2 separate regions of the Mus musculus genome follow, and region 2 is linked to region 1. The links are chromatin contacts, called in public HiChIP or PLAC-seq maps. All regions are on one chromosome and are shown on one strand. The core of a region is the stretch at or near the end of the contact, and the rest is flanking DNA. Distances in the headings are between cores, read along the strand shown. Region 1 has its middle 45 kb from the start of Llph. Region 2 overlaps Hmga2 (high mobility group AT-hook 2).

Evidence for each region. HiChIP or PLAC-seq counts read pairs in DNA pulled down with a chosen protein or histone mark.
Region 2: an H3K4me3 HiChIP or PLAC-seq map of embryonic limb bud shows a contact between it and region 1, with 4 times the contacts expected there. The contact joins two enhancer-like sites. A contact is called at or near these places in 10 of 39 promoter capture datasets (3T3-L1-derived adipocytes, cranial neural crest, embryonic stem cells and 7 more), 1 of 15 datasets of contacts at CTCF or cohesin (the NIH/3T3 cell line), 3 of 484 Hi-C or Micro-C datasets (the C3H10T1/2 cell line, brown adipocytes and reprogramming fibroblasts), 2 of 115 datasets of contacts at active chromatin or transcription factors (embryonic limb bud and embryonic stem cells) and 1 of 9 other capture datasets (embryonic stem cells).

The regions. Positions count from the first base shown.
Region 1 is chr10:120,268,560-120,274,855 of GRCm38.p6, forward strand. No RefSeq gene overlaps it. Among named protein-coding and RNA genes, the nearest start is that of Llph, 45 kb to the left of the region's middle. Within about 2 kb of position 4,237, at least 69 of the 459 cell types and tissues checked have an H3K27ac peak or open chromatin away from gene starts, as enhancers often do. A contact at or near this core is called in embryonic limb bud, where this site is marked.
Region 2 is chr10:120,440,386-120,446,679 of GRCm38.p6, forward strand. All of the region lies in intron 3 of Hmga2 (high mobility group AT-hook 2), which reads right to left. Among named protein-coding and RNA genes, the nearest start is that of Mir763, 4.6 kb to the right of the region's middle. Within about 2 kb of position 4,471, at least 6 of the 459 cell types and tissues checked have an H3K27ac peak or open chromatin away from gene starts, as enhancers often do. A contact at or near this core is called in embryonic limb bud, where this site is marked.

The DNA of each region.
Region 1 (6,296 bases), core at 2,987-5,486:
AACCCTAACATCCTTCGTGACCTGTACCACACTGTTAGCCTGGGGTGGCAGTAGAGAGGGGTGCAGGCGAGAGCAGTGAGGGTAAGCCGGGCCACTCCCAGAAAATCAGTGCGGTGGCACTGTGTGACGTCAGCTACACGGTCAAGGTATTTCTACCATGTCAAACCATGGTTGCATTGACCCAGGAGACTCCAGCCTTTGGTGCCACAATCGTCCAGCAGAGCCCTGCTGTATTTGCATCCTGTAGCTCCTGCCTCAGCCTATCTCTGTTCTGATGATCAGGCTGAAGAGACATACTGTCTCAGGGCCCTCCAGAAGTGTTTCCAGCTGGGCTTTCCTTTTGTCTCCTGGTTGTCCCCAGACTGTATCCTGTACCTGAAGGACTATCATTGCTCAACTGGAGGACCCCCCCCCCAAGGCTTCCTATTTCAGTCCTTCATTCTTGGGATTCATTTCTCTCTTTGAAATCACCCCCTTTCCCACATACTGTGGCTTATTAAAATCACATGTGTTTGTTTGTATGTGTGGTGATAGCATTTATTTATCTTAAAGATTTATTTATTTTAGTATATGTAAGTACACTGTAGCTGTCTTCAGACACCCCAGAAGAGGGCATCAGATCTCATTACGGGGTGGTTATTAGCCACCATGTGGTTGCTGGGATTTGAACTCAGAACCTTTGGAAGAGCAGTCAGTGCTCTTAACTGCTGAGCCATCTCTCCAGCCCCTTGGCTTATTTATTTATTTGCTTATTTATTTAGCTGTGTGGTGGTGGGGCTTGTTTGCTTGCTTGTTTATTTATGGTTTTGTTGTTTATTTATATATGTGGTGGTAGCATTTGTTTGTTTATTTACTTATTTGCTTATTTACTTAGCTGTGTGGTGGAGGGGCCCTTGTGTTTGCCGTGTGGAGGTCAGAGGATAACTTGTGGAAGCCAAGTTCTCCTTTTACCATGTGGATTCTGACTGTGGAACTCAGTTCTTCGGGCTCGGTGGGAGGCACCTTTAATGTGTAAAACCCTCAAACTGCATTCGGTTTGATTAAAATCTCTCCCGAATCTTCCGATTGAGTGGTTCGCTTTCTTTTGCCTGAGCGTAGGCTGAGCATTCAATAATCAGTACGTCTGAAATCCGAAATGATCCAAAAGCTTCCTTCAAAAAAAACCCCTCAAAAATCATTCTAATTAGTGGGAGACAAATTCAGGCTGATGTGCAGCTTGATGAAACACAGCCCGAAAGAAAGCCACTTTCAATCTATCTTTTGTAAAGTGAAATTTTCCTTGTACAAAGTGCCCCTGCTTAAGAGCTCTCCTAAAGTCACTGTCTGTGATGAACGAAATATTTGGCTTGTGTTATGTGCAATGCCAGGCCTTTTCCACCATTCTGGGTCTTGACTTGGGGTTGGAATATGGAGTGGAGGCTGCAGAGCTAGAAATCTGCTCGGGTGTGCGCATGGTTATGAAGAAGAATTTCAAAATCCTACTGAGCTGGACAGCCAAGGGGCTATGGAGACCGCTCTCATGTTGGGTAGGGTATTGGCTTGCTGACAAAGCCATTTGTCTTCTCGCCCGTCTCTACGACACCCTCTCTCTGTCCTCCAGGGTATTGCAGGTGATGCCATATATTCATAAGAATTTATTTAGCCTCCGGCTAAAATGTCTTGAAGCTCTTTTCCAAGTCCTTACATGTAGTTATTAAATGGTAGGCCACACACGGCGGCGTCTTCCGTTGCTCTCACGATCGGCTGTTGTTCCTTCTAAGAGGCTGTATCAATAAAGCTTGACTCAACAAATGGGAAATCTAATCATGAATATCTGATTCCTCTTTCACCCTGGCCTTTCAAAACCCCGTGTCATTGTAAATGGGATGTTCCCTATAGGGAAAGATGTTTAGCCTCTTTAAATTGCTACCTCCCTGCCCCAATACACACACACACACACACACACACACACACACAACTGTTTTCTTACACACAGAACTGTTTTCTTTTTATTGGGAAGACCGAAAGACTGAATTCTCCTGTTGTTTCCTGATCTATTTTTTACTTCAAGCTGAGGCATTCTGACTGCTAACTCACCCTCTACCTAATGCTTCATCGCACATAAACTGTGTCATTCACAAGGGTACCAGAACACTACATAAGACTACCCTCAAGCTATGCATATAAAGTATATATGGAAGAAAAGAATTTTATATTTAGACTTGGGGACCATCCCCAACATATCTCAGGTGCATACGCAAATATTTGAAAAAAAAAAAAAAAAAAAAAAACAACTGAAACACTCTGGTCCCAAATACGTGGATGAAAAATTTAACTATATTTTGGGCTGGAGGGATGGCTCAACAGTTAAGAGAACTTGCTGTGGTAGCAGATGAGGTTTCAATGCCTGTCAATCACATGACAATTTAGGTATCTGTAATGGCAACTACAGAGGATGTAGTGATCTAGTGCCCTCTTCTGGTCTTCATGGGTACTGCATGCACATGGTATGCCTTGATAACATTCAGGCAAAACATTTGTACGCATAAAATAAAAATAAATAAACCATCAAAAGAAACCGATTTACATTTTATAGAGTGTATTTAGAGTTCTTCTTCCTGGAGCTCAATAGATAGACCAGGCTAGCTTCTAACTCATAGATCTGTCTGCTGCTGCCCCCAGCTAATAAGTAGTAGCGATTGAAAATGACCTGTTTGAAGAGTTGAATCAGCTTTGCTTAACGCTATCAAATAAAATACATTGAGAGAGAGAATGGTTTCTGTCCTGGTCAATACGAGAGACTCGCTGATGGCATGTGACTTTCAGAAGCCATGAGATCTGTCCATTGGCAGCCAGTGGAGCTGGTGTGGTTAGTGCCACCGGTAAGTGAGCCACTGAGTGGGCTCCTGATGGGATGAATTTCATTAGGTGTCAGGCTTTGAGCTGAGTGGCTAAGATGCATGGAGGTGGTGTGTGAGAAAGGAAGGACCCTGCAGGCCAGAGCAGGGAGGGAGGCTCTGCTCTGTGTCTCTGGTTTCTTACTCCTCCTTCGTTCTGGTTCTGCCCCGTATATCTAAATATCAGCCCCGTGTACTAAATATCAGCTTCCTTCCTTTTTCTTCTACTTCCCTGCCTTCTCTCTCTCTCTCTCTCTCTCTCTCTCTCTCTCTCTCCCTCTCTCTCTCTCTCCTGCCCTTGGTTTCTTCTTTCTCTCTTTCCCTTTTGCTCATCTCCACTCTTCGCCCTTTCCTCCCTCCTACTTCCCCCTTTTGTTCTTTATAATTATTTTAACTTCTCGCCTGCCTGCCTACCTGCCTTCCTTCCTTCTTCTTTTTCTTTCTTTGCTCCTTTCCCCTCCCTCTTCTTTCTTTTCTCCCCCCCCCCCCCGCCCCTCTCTCTCCCCTTTTAGCTAAACCTCCCAAGATCCTTTATTCCTTCGTAATATGACGTCATTCGCAGACCCTTCTCCTTTTCTCTGGCCTCTGAGCTTTGTTACAGTTAGAGCGGTGCTTTCTCAACTCACCTCCCCTGCTGGCCCTGCCCCAGATAGGGTATTTCCAGGTCAGAGGTGAGTAGGACTCTACTCTGCCCTCCCAGGATCTCTATACTCGTTTTCGTTAAAGCGACACTCGCAGAGGTGGCTCCCTAGGGCAAAGGAGGTAGCTTTGATTGTGAACACACTCAAAAAAACGGGTTTCCCGAGGCTTTCATGAACACTAGCTAATTCCAATTTGCCGCAGCTTGGTGGGGATGGAACACTCATTTCTTCCAGCTTGGACTTACAGGCTGCCTCTCTGTGGAATGCTAACCACCACCGAGCCGGCCAGGCTGCTTGATGGAGGGTCCAGACTATCGGATTCAGTGGAAACTACAGGGGGAGTTTGAGGGGAGCAGAATGTAATTACTTGAGCTGGACTCGGGCCAGCATTCTGGAGTTAACACAACTGGCCTTAGAGAGTCCGCTGTAAGATCTCCGGTGGCCACAAATGGTTAGGTCTGTGGTTTTAGGTTTCTTCAGAAAGGTAAACAGCACAGTTGAGCACAGTGCCCCCTAACACCACGCGGGCATCTTATTCACAGGGACCCAGGGAGAAAGAGGCCACCTACGGAATCAGAAACACCGTTTCCTGAAGTACCTTCTTGTCCCTGGGAGGTCTCTCATCCCTAGTCAGAACCTGACAAGCTCGCAGGCTGAGTGCTACGGCTGCCAGACTAAATTATGCGCTTATCATTTCTCCCCGTGTTGTCTGGGATTCCAGCAACCAAACAGTGGGGAACTCCTGATTCACATTTCTGCTCAAAACACACTCGTCGTCGTTTCTCCTCTCTGTAAAGCTCCCGGATCCCACAGTCCAAGTTAAACACAACTGGAATTTCCCTATAAGTCAAAAAAAAGTATTAATTCCGAGACCACATATTTTTCTTCTTGTAGGGTACATACGCATTTAAACACAGCACATGGGGCAGATCATCTGAAAACGGGGAAAAGCTCGGAGGGAAAAACAAAACAAACAAAAACAAACAAACAAACTAAGAGAGCAGAGATTTGGTTGGGTGTCTGACCCTGCAATGGGAATTTTCCTCTGTGGTTTGCTGGGAGAATACTAAAGGCCAGGCTGGAAGTTTCTATACCACATAGATCTTCAATGAGGGTGACTTAGGGCGGGAAGGAAGTAAGATGAGTCTTGGGCACTATTAGGGTGGCATGCGGCTGAACTAATGAATCCTGGGCTCTGGCACATCTGAGCTCTCTGGACTGTAACAGTCATCTTTTATGAATTAAAACGGCAATCTAAAGTTTTATAAATGTTAGCTCTTCTAATTGACGGTGGCCTGTCTAACGCAGAGGAAGTCGAGAATATCTCTCCCCTTGTTTCCCTTTTCACTTCTGCAAGTTCAATCTTCAGGAACTCCGACAAGGTCTTCATTTTTATGACGACCCACGCTGACTCCCAAATATATGATTTTTTTTTTCGCCCAGTAATGTTTGTGCCCATCTGGTTTGAATTTAGCATTCTTATGAGTCACTTCACTGTGATAGGAACACTCTGCTATAGAAAACTTCTGTTAATATTTTAACATTTTAAATCAAACATGCACACAGCATTACCCAAGTCTCCTTGCAATTACAGAAAACCCATGCCCTCTGTCCTTCATGGTTGCTGCCTTCACATTTATTTTCCTTAAATTGAACATAGTACACAGTAAATAAGTGTGCATCCCAGACAGATGTGGTGTGTGGTAAATAAGTGTGCATCCCAGACAGATGTGGTGTGTGGTAAATAAGTGTGCATCCCAGACAGATGTGGTGTGTGGTAAATAAGAGTGCATCCCAGACACATGTGGTGCGGAGTAAATAAGTGTGCATCCCAGACACATGTGGCGAGTGGTAAATAAGTGTGCATCCCAGACAGATGTGGTGTGTGGTAAATAAGTGTGCATCCCAGACAGATGTGGTGTGTGGTAAATAAGTGTGCATCCCAGACGCATGCTCAGCAGCATGGACCAGTGTATCCCTTTACTGCCTGAGAGCCTTTTGCAGCACCGTTTGCCTCGAGAGTAGGAGGGATGGCTGACTCTATAGGAAGTCATTTCCGTCTCATGGCTGACACTTAACCCATTTAAAAGAGCCCCATTTATTTTGCCCTCAACATAGACTTTATAACTTATGTTTTACTACCCAAATTTCCTGAAGCTTGTTTGAACCCATTTTCCTTTTACTGCTGGACAAAGTTTCTCAGAGTAGTCTTTAAGGCGAGAGGGAGGAGGGGGAAAATGTTAGGAATCTCTTTAAGAAAATACAGCAGGGTCTCCCCCACCTTCTTAGGCAAATGAATGGTTCTCTGAGAGGGGAGACTGAGCTGTGTACTTAGTGGGTAAATTGAATCTGCACATGGGGTGGACATAATTTAACTTAAAAAAATAAAAAGGACAATTTTGAAGGATTATTTGTCTATATTAAAAGTGAAGTAAGTACGCCCTAACAGGCCAGACCATTTTCTTCTTTATTTGGCTTTATGTAAAATATTTCATCTTAATTTTGGAAGGGGGAAAAAAAAAAGACAGCGTTTTAAATCAGCACTCCAGGCCTGTTTGTAAGGTGGGCATGGGTTCTGCACTTCCAGGAAGATAGAAATGAGCTCCTGTTCTGAGTGAGGAATAGGGTTTCGCTCCCTCTTTCCTTATTAAAGTTCCTGCAGTTATGTCCTCATCTGCAAAAACAAAGCTTAAGAAAACAAGAGTCCTTTACCTGGGCCCCGAACACCAATTCCTTAAGACAAGTTTACTCTAACTCTCGTGACTTTGTAGCTTACTCA
Region 2 (6,294 bases), core at 3,221-5,720, 170 kb after region 1:
GAGATTCCATCCAGCTAGCTTTCAGTGTGTGGCTTTCAATGTGTACTTGACTCTTGAATAAGGTCCCTGAAATACAGTCGTAAGAGTTCTTCCGTGTCTTGGTCATGACTCTCATCCTTCTGAGTTAGTCTATGGCCTACCATCTTCCCTTTCCAGTTTTGACCTGTGAAGGTGACAGTGATGGGGATGGTACTCTCCTATCTTGAATGATGTACGTCCAAACTAATGCGGCCCAGGCTGCATTCCAGAAAACAAGAACAACAGCAACAACACAATCAACCTCAGCCTACGTGGTATTGAGCCAAACGAGTTGAATCCTTAGAAAACTACCCCTAGCTACAGTCTCACCAAGTGCTCCATAAGTTGAATGTTTCATAAATAGGTTTCGCCTCGGTGACCAAGGAAGTGCAGCAGTTTAGGAATGCCAATCTCTTAAAGCACACAGTACAAAAAAAAATAATGATATTCCATGAGCCATGGATATGCATGCACTGTGTCAACTTGCAGTACCAGGGAATCTGTGACACTGGCACAACTCTTAATTTAGTTTCCACCGCAAAATGCCACGGTTCATAACAGCCGTGCATGGTGGCTACTCAGCTCTGGAGGCCAAAGTCTGGGTGGTTACAAGTTCAAGGTTAGCCTAGATAAAATGGTGATTTCTTTTTAACTCAACAATGAGAACAAAGCCGAATTATGAACCAGTAAAGGCAGTCACTGAACTGGCAACTCACTAGCACTGACGTGAGCATTCTCTTCGGATCTAGTGGAGACTTCAGTGTTTGATAGATAGAAATAGATATGGTCTAGGTTATTCTGACAGCTCATCCTTGGTTCTTTAGCCATCTTTTGCGATGTCCCAAAACTGGACAAGAACCATGGAGAAGAGAGCGATGGCCTGTATAGTATCTAGAAAAAATAAACTCACATCTCGCCTTTTCTCCATCTCTGAGGTAAATGGGACTTTGGGCCCAGAGGGTGTATGTAGTGTATCACCTCAGCGCTCTCTTTGCCTTTTCGTGTTCAGACACTGGAAGTAACTTGACCCCTCTCCATCCTCACTGGACAGCTGCCAGAATGAGACTCGGCTTTCTTTCCCGTGTGCTCCGGAAAGCCACCTACCACTCAGAGGGACTCTTTGACATGCTCCCGACTTGAAGGACAAATGAAATTGGCATTTTTTTTTTTTTTAAATCTGAAGGCAAAACAAAGGAGTCAGAAACACGACACCGCAAGACCGGGCACTTATCTGTCCTCCCAGTGAAAAAGGAGGCTTGGGGCTCAAAGGATTCTGCAATTGCATTTCCAGGAGCGGTTTAGTAGATTTCTCCCCCTCTCTTTGTGGGGGTCAGCCACAGGAGGTGACTGTCTGTCCCTTCTCAGATGCAAAGATTCCTTTGTGAGCAACCCCACACAGGGCAGAGAGAGAGAGAGAGAGAGAGAGAGAGAGAGAGAGAGAGAGAGAGAGAGAGACTAACACAGTGTTCCTGACATCTGCTCTCCTTGGGTGTCATGGTCAGCGGCAGATTGGGAAGCAAAGTTTTGTCTTTTCAGCAACATGGTACCTAAAGCTAGTCGTTCGAGCATTTGCTGAGTTCTGCTACGGACAGTCTAACAGGCACAAAGGGAATTGCAGGGACATGTGAGACAGGGAGACTGCATGCTAGCTCTCCAGGGGCTCTTTGCCTTACAGGTGAAAGGTTAAATATATTGATTCCCATCTTTTAATTTTTTTCAGAATCCCACCCAAACTTCTCCAGCCATCCTTCCTGGCCAACTAATGGCTCTCACCTCGACTCTGTGTCCCCACAAGACTTAGGTCCTCCACTTTTCTATTGTTTGAACTTGGCAGCAGTGTTTTTTGTGTGTGTGTGTGCATGATCCAACTAGTTTCTCAGCATCAGGGGGACGGGCTTTCCAGCTTCTTGGTCCCTCACGTCCTTCTTTGCACAGTTGTTACTTTTGTGGCTCTAACACTATACATACTTACTAAGCGAAGTCTTGGTGGCCAATGCTGAGGACATCTGCTCAGATGCCACTCCAAGTATGTCCCGGCTCTCTCCCTCACAGATTAAGTTCCTAAAAGTTCCCTTTCCTGACAAGGCTGTCCGTGTGTCTATCCAGGAGCAAAGGTGTTCTTGCCTGAGCGAACCGTGAAGAAAGGAACCGCTCAGAGCTACAGTGGGTTTGACCTATCTTTGTTCATTACAGAAACAGGACAGGTCCATGTCATTGGCTACCTTGAGAAATGTCAGTCAACAAAAAGGGCGGGCCCTTGAACCTGTCACCCAGTGCTTAGCTGGCATGATGTAAACCAGTGGGCTAGGTCAGCGGAGGACTCTTCCTATCCAAACTGTTCTGTTTTTGTTCTACACAATTTAGAAACCAAAGAACCCACCAGATCTCATTCCTTTCCTCCCACCCTCTTCCTCTTCCTTCTCTACTCTCCCCAGATACAACGTGGGTTCAACCGGTTGAGGGCATGTGACGCCAACCAGTGTGGATGTACATATGTTTACACCTCAGGCTCATGTCATCCATTTTACAGATTATCACTACTTACAGGAAATATGGCTGCTCACATTAATGGGGATTGTGAATGCTGCCTAAAGTTTGTGGTGAAGCACGTGAGGGGGAAGAAGTGGAGAAAGATAATAATTACTTCATTTTCAAACCTCAAATAGGTATACAAATGTCCCAGAGAGAACAGATATAATGGATCCGGTCTCCTTTTCTTCAACCCTGACAATATTTATAGCATATCCTTGGGTAAATTTCTTTAGGGTATATATACGCTTAATTATTACAGTACTTTACACATATAGTATAAAAGTTCATTCTCACAATGTCAAAAATATGTAAATGAGCTACCGTACATAAAAGGTACCAAGATATTTCTAGTCACTTGTGAACAACATTAAGAAATATAGATGAAATGCTTCATGATGCGATTTATTATGGCTGCGATTTAACCCAAATGGTTATATTGCACGTAGGCTAAATGGAAGCACAAAAATTCATTTGTAATATGTTCTTGGAAAAAGAGGGTTATAGTCACACTGCAACATTAACGCTACTTGAATTCAAACCATTTTTCCTACTGTATTAAATATTTCCCTGTGTTGGGAGCAAGATCTTGAATAGCGAAGCTGGTGCTGTTCACCAAATGAAAACAGTGAGCTTGTGCTATTCATAAAACAGCTGAACAACCACGTTGGTAATAGAAGACCTCAGAGAGCCAGCAAAAACAAAACCAACAAACAAAAACCCACCATTGTTTTCTTAATAATCATAATTCTTTTTTTCCCTGTGTGATTTTTACCTGCATAACACTACTCAAATAAATTGACAGTTGGACCCCAAATTACTGTCTTGGCTGCTACGTGGCATTCTGCAAATCTCTCAAAACCCCTTACTTAAGTCTGCTTCACCCCCCCCCCCAAAAGCACTTACTTACTCTCTAGAGTGTTACAGGAATTAGGTGTCCTGGAGCCCACAGCGCCTACGCCTGGTTAGCAGGTTGGAAAGTAATAAGCACAATGGAAAGGGAACCTACTTGGTTACCATGGATACCTTAGATCTGAAGAACTCCTATTTGGGGTGCTCATCAGCCACTACTTGCACAAAATCCCTCACGCTGCCTGGACCTGCATGCGGTCATAAATGTTTAACTGCATCCGTACAGTGTTCTCCAAGTGCTCTGAAATGGCACAGCCATGCTGTGGGAAACCAGTCCTTCCCCTGGTGCATCTGCACTGCCTGCTACCCGTCCAGAGACCTGAAGGTTTTATTTGGCCATCCGTTTTGCAGGACTGAGCCATTTCTGCTAGATCGCTACAACTGCTTAGCTAGAATCAGCCCCAAGATTAATTTCTGCGGCAAGTCAATTCACCCTGGGATGCTACAGCTTACAAAAGGTTTAAAAGCTCTCCCCGCACTGTAGGGGCTCCAACTCTAGTAGTCTGGATAAGAGGGGCCAGGGAGACTAGTAAGGTACATAGCCTTTACCTAGTCACGTGAAAGCTTCCAGGGCATTTCCTCTGCATGAATCCCAAATTACAACCGACTTTTCTCAACATCTGACCCATGCAAAGGAAGTTTCAGTGATATATATAATATATATGCATACATACATACATTACATACATAGACATTAGATCTGTGAAATCTAATGATCCTTGAAGCCAAAGCAGTTATCTTAAACTCACCAGAGACACATGTTAGCCCTCTTCCCAGATGTTCATTTTATCCTACAGGAGGATGGTACAGGCGACTTGGGAGACCAGGCCTTACACTGGTGCCCTGTTTTGGCTTAACGGCTTTAGTAAACCAACAGAAACACTTTGTCCCATAAAGATAATTGCACAACAAAACTTTTATCTTTTCCAGATGGCAAATGGGATGTCACTCAGTGTGACTTAATGATCTGGCCCCCACAGGACTCTCTCTAGATTCATTTGCCTGCTCCGCCAGAGTGCCTACTCGTCGACCGCAATAGGGAGGCTAGTCTCTACACTAATGAAAGTAAGAGCCAGGCTGTTGTCAGGAGCTGGGCATGGCTGGAGAGAGGCGTAAACAGGGGCGTGGCTGGAGACGATTGGTCATCAGGGACAGCTGGCAAGATTGTTTATGTCCTCTACATTCACCATCTCTTTCCTCTCCATGGTCTATGGTTGCTCTTGTCTTCACCATTCTCTTGGGATCTTGACCCACAGCCACAGTTTGACTCTTTCACCCGTGGCCCCTGTTTTAAGTCTTCAGCTCGGCCCTCTCCCCTAAACTCCACATATATATCTAGTTGGGTGTGTAAGCGTTGCTTCTCCACATAACCCTTCATGTTCATTATTTTTCTACAGAATTTTTTTTTTACCTAGTAGGTATAATATCTGTATCTTATTTCCTAGCAAACATTTTCCTTATTTTTTTTTTAACGTCCTAGAATACAAGTGACTTCTAACAGCTAACTTCCTCCATACGTGCACCATACTGGTTATTTTAAAATAGTATCTTAACGTAATTTCAGAAATGCTTACTTTTTCCTTATATAGCATAGTCTCCATGTTTGCTGCAAGATTCTGAGAACAGATAAATATCTAGTCCCAATGTACTTGAAGTCGCATGGTGGAATTAGGAAAATGCTTGTGTATAAACTGATTCTCTTCACAAAATAGGTTGGCATGGTAGCATATCAAGTATAGTTTATTCAGAAAAGAGTCACATATGTCTTTACTGAATTCACTCTTTAAGATTTTGTTTTCCGGGATAGAAAGATGGCTCAAGAGTTAAGAGCATTTGCTCTTTGTTCAGAGGACCCAGGTTCAATTCCCAGCACCCACAGGTTGACTCACAACCATATATATAACTCCAATTCTGGAGACTTTGACAACCTACCCTCTTCTGGCAGACACACACAAGGTACTCAGACAAAATACCCATACACATAAAATAAAACAAAAACATTAAAAATTGCCACAGATGGGCTGGTGAGATGGCTCAGTGGGTAAGAGCACCCGACTGCTCTTCCGAAGGTCCAGAGTTCAAATCCCAGCAACCACATGGTGGCTCACAACCATCCATAACGAGATCTGACTCCCTCTTCTGGAGTGTGTGAAGACAGCTACAGTGTATTTACATAAAATAATAAATAAATCTTTAAAAAAAAATTGCCACAGATACACAAGGTACTTAAATCATGCAAATGGATACATTCATGGATGATCGTAGACAGAGGACACTGAAAATAGTGTTTTGAAAAGGAAAGAAATGTACTTTCATAGTGAACTACATTCATGGATCGATGAACAAAATATAAAGAAGTCTGATTTGCCAAACAGGAGCTCAGTTTTGTCCTCCGTGATCAGCAAATATTTTTTTTTCCTGTAACTGTCGGCTTCCTCTACTCAGTTACTGCCTAATGATCTGTTGAAGTGATACCATCTCCTTCCCGGTCCGCAGAAGTGCCCTCCCCCACCCACATGACCATGCTCCATCTTCTAGAGCGGCATCTTATGCCCGTGACCTTGAACAAAGCCTAAGCGAGAGAGCCTGGTCACTCTGTCTTGAAAGATTTCCTTTCCAACATCTGCTGCTTCCTATTTTGCAATCTCACTTGCAAACAGTGGTCCTCTTGTCATAGATATTTATGTGTCTACGTGTCAGGAGCCAAGAGATTAGCGAGAGCAGCTACTCTTTGGGGTAATTGATGACATAACACTGCAGAAATACATTTGATTTTTTGTTTTTTGTTTTTTGTTTTTTTAAAAAACTTTTAATTGCATGGTTTTAAGAAGCCAT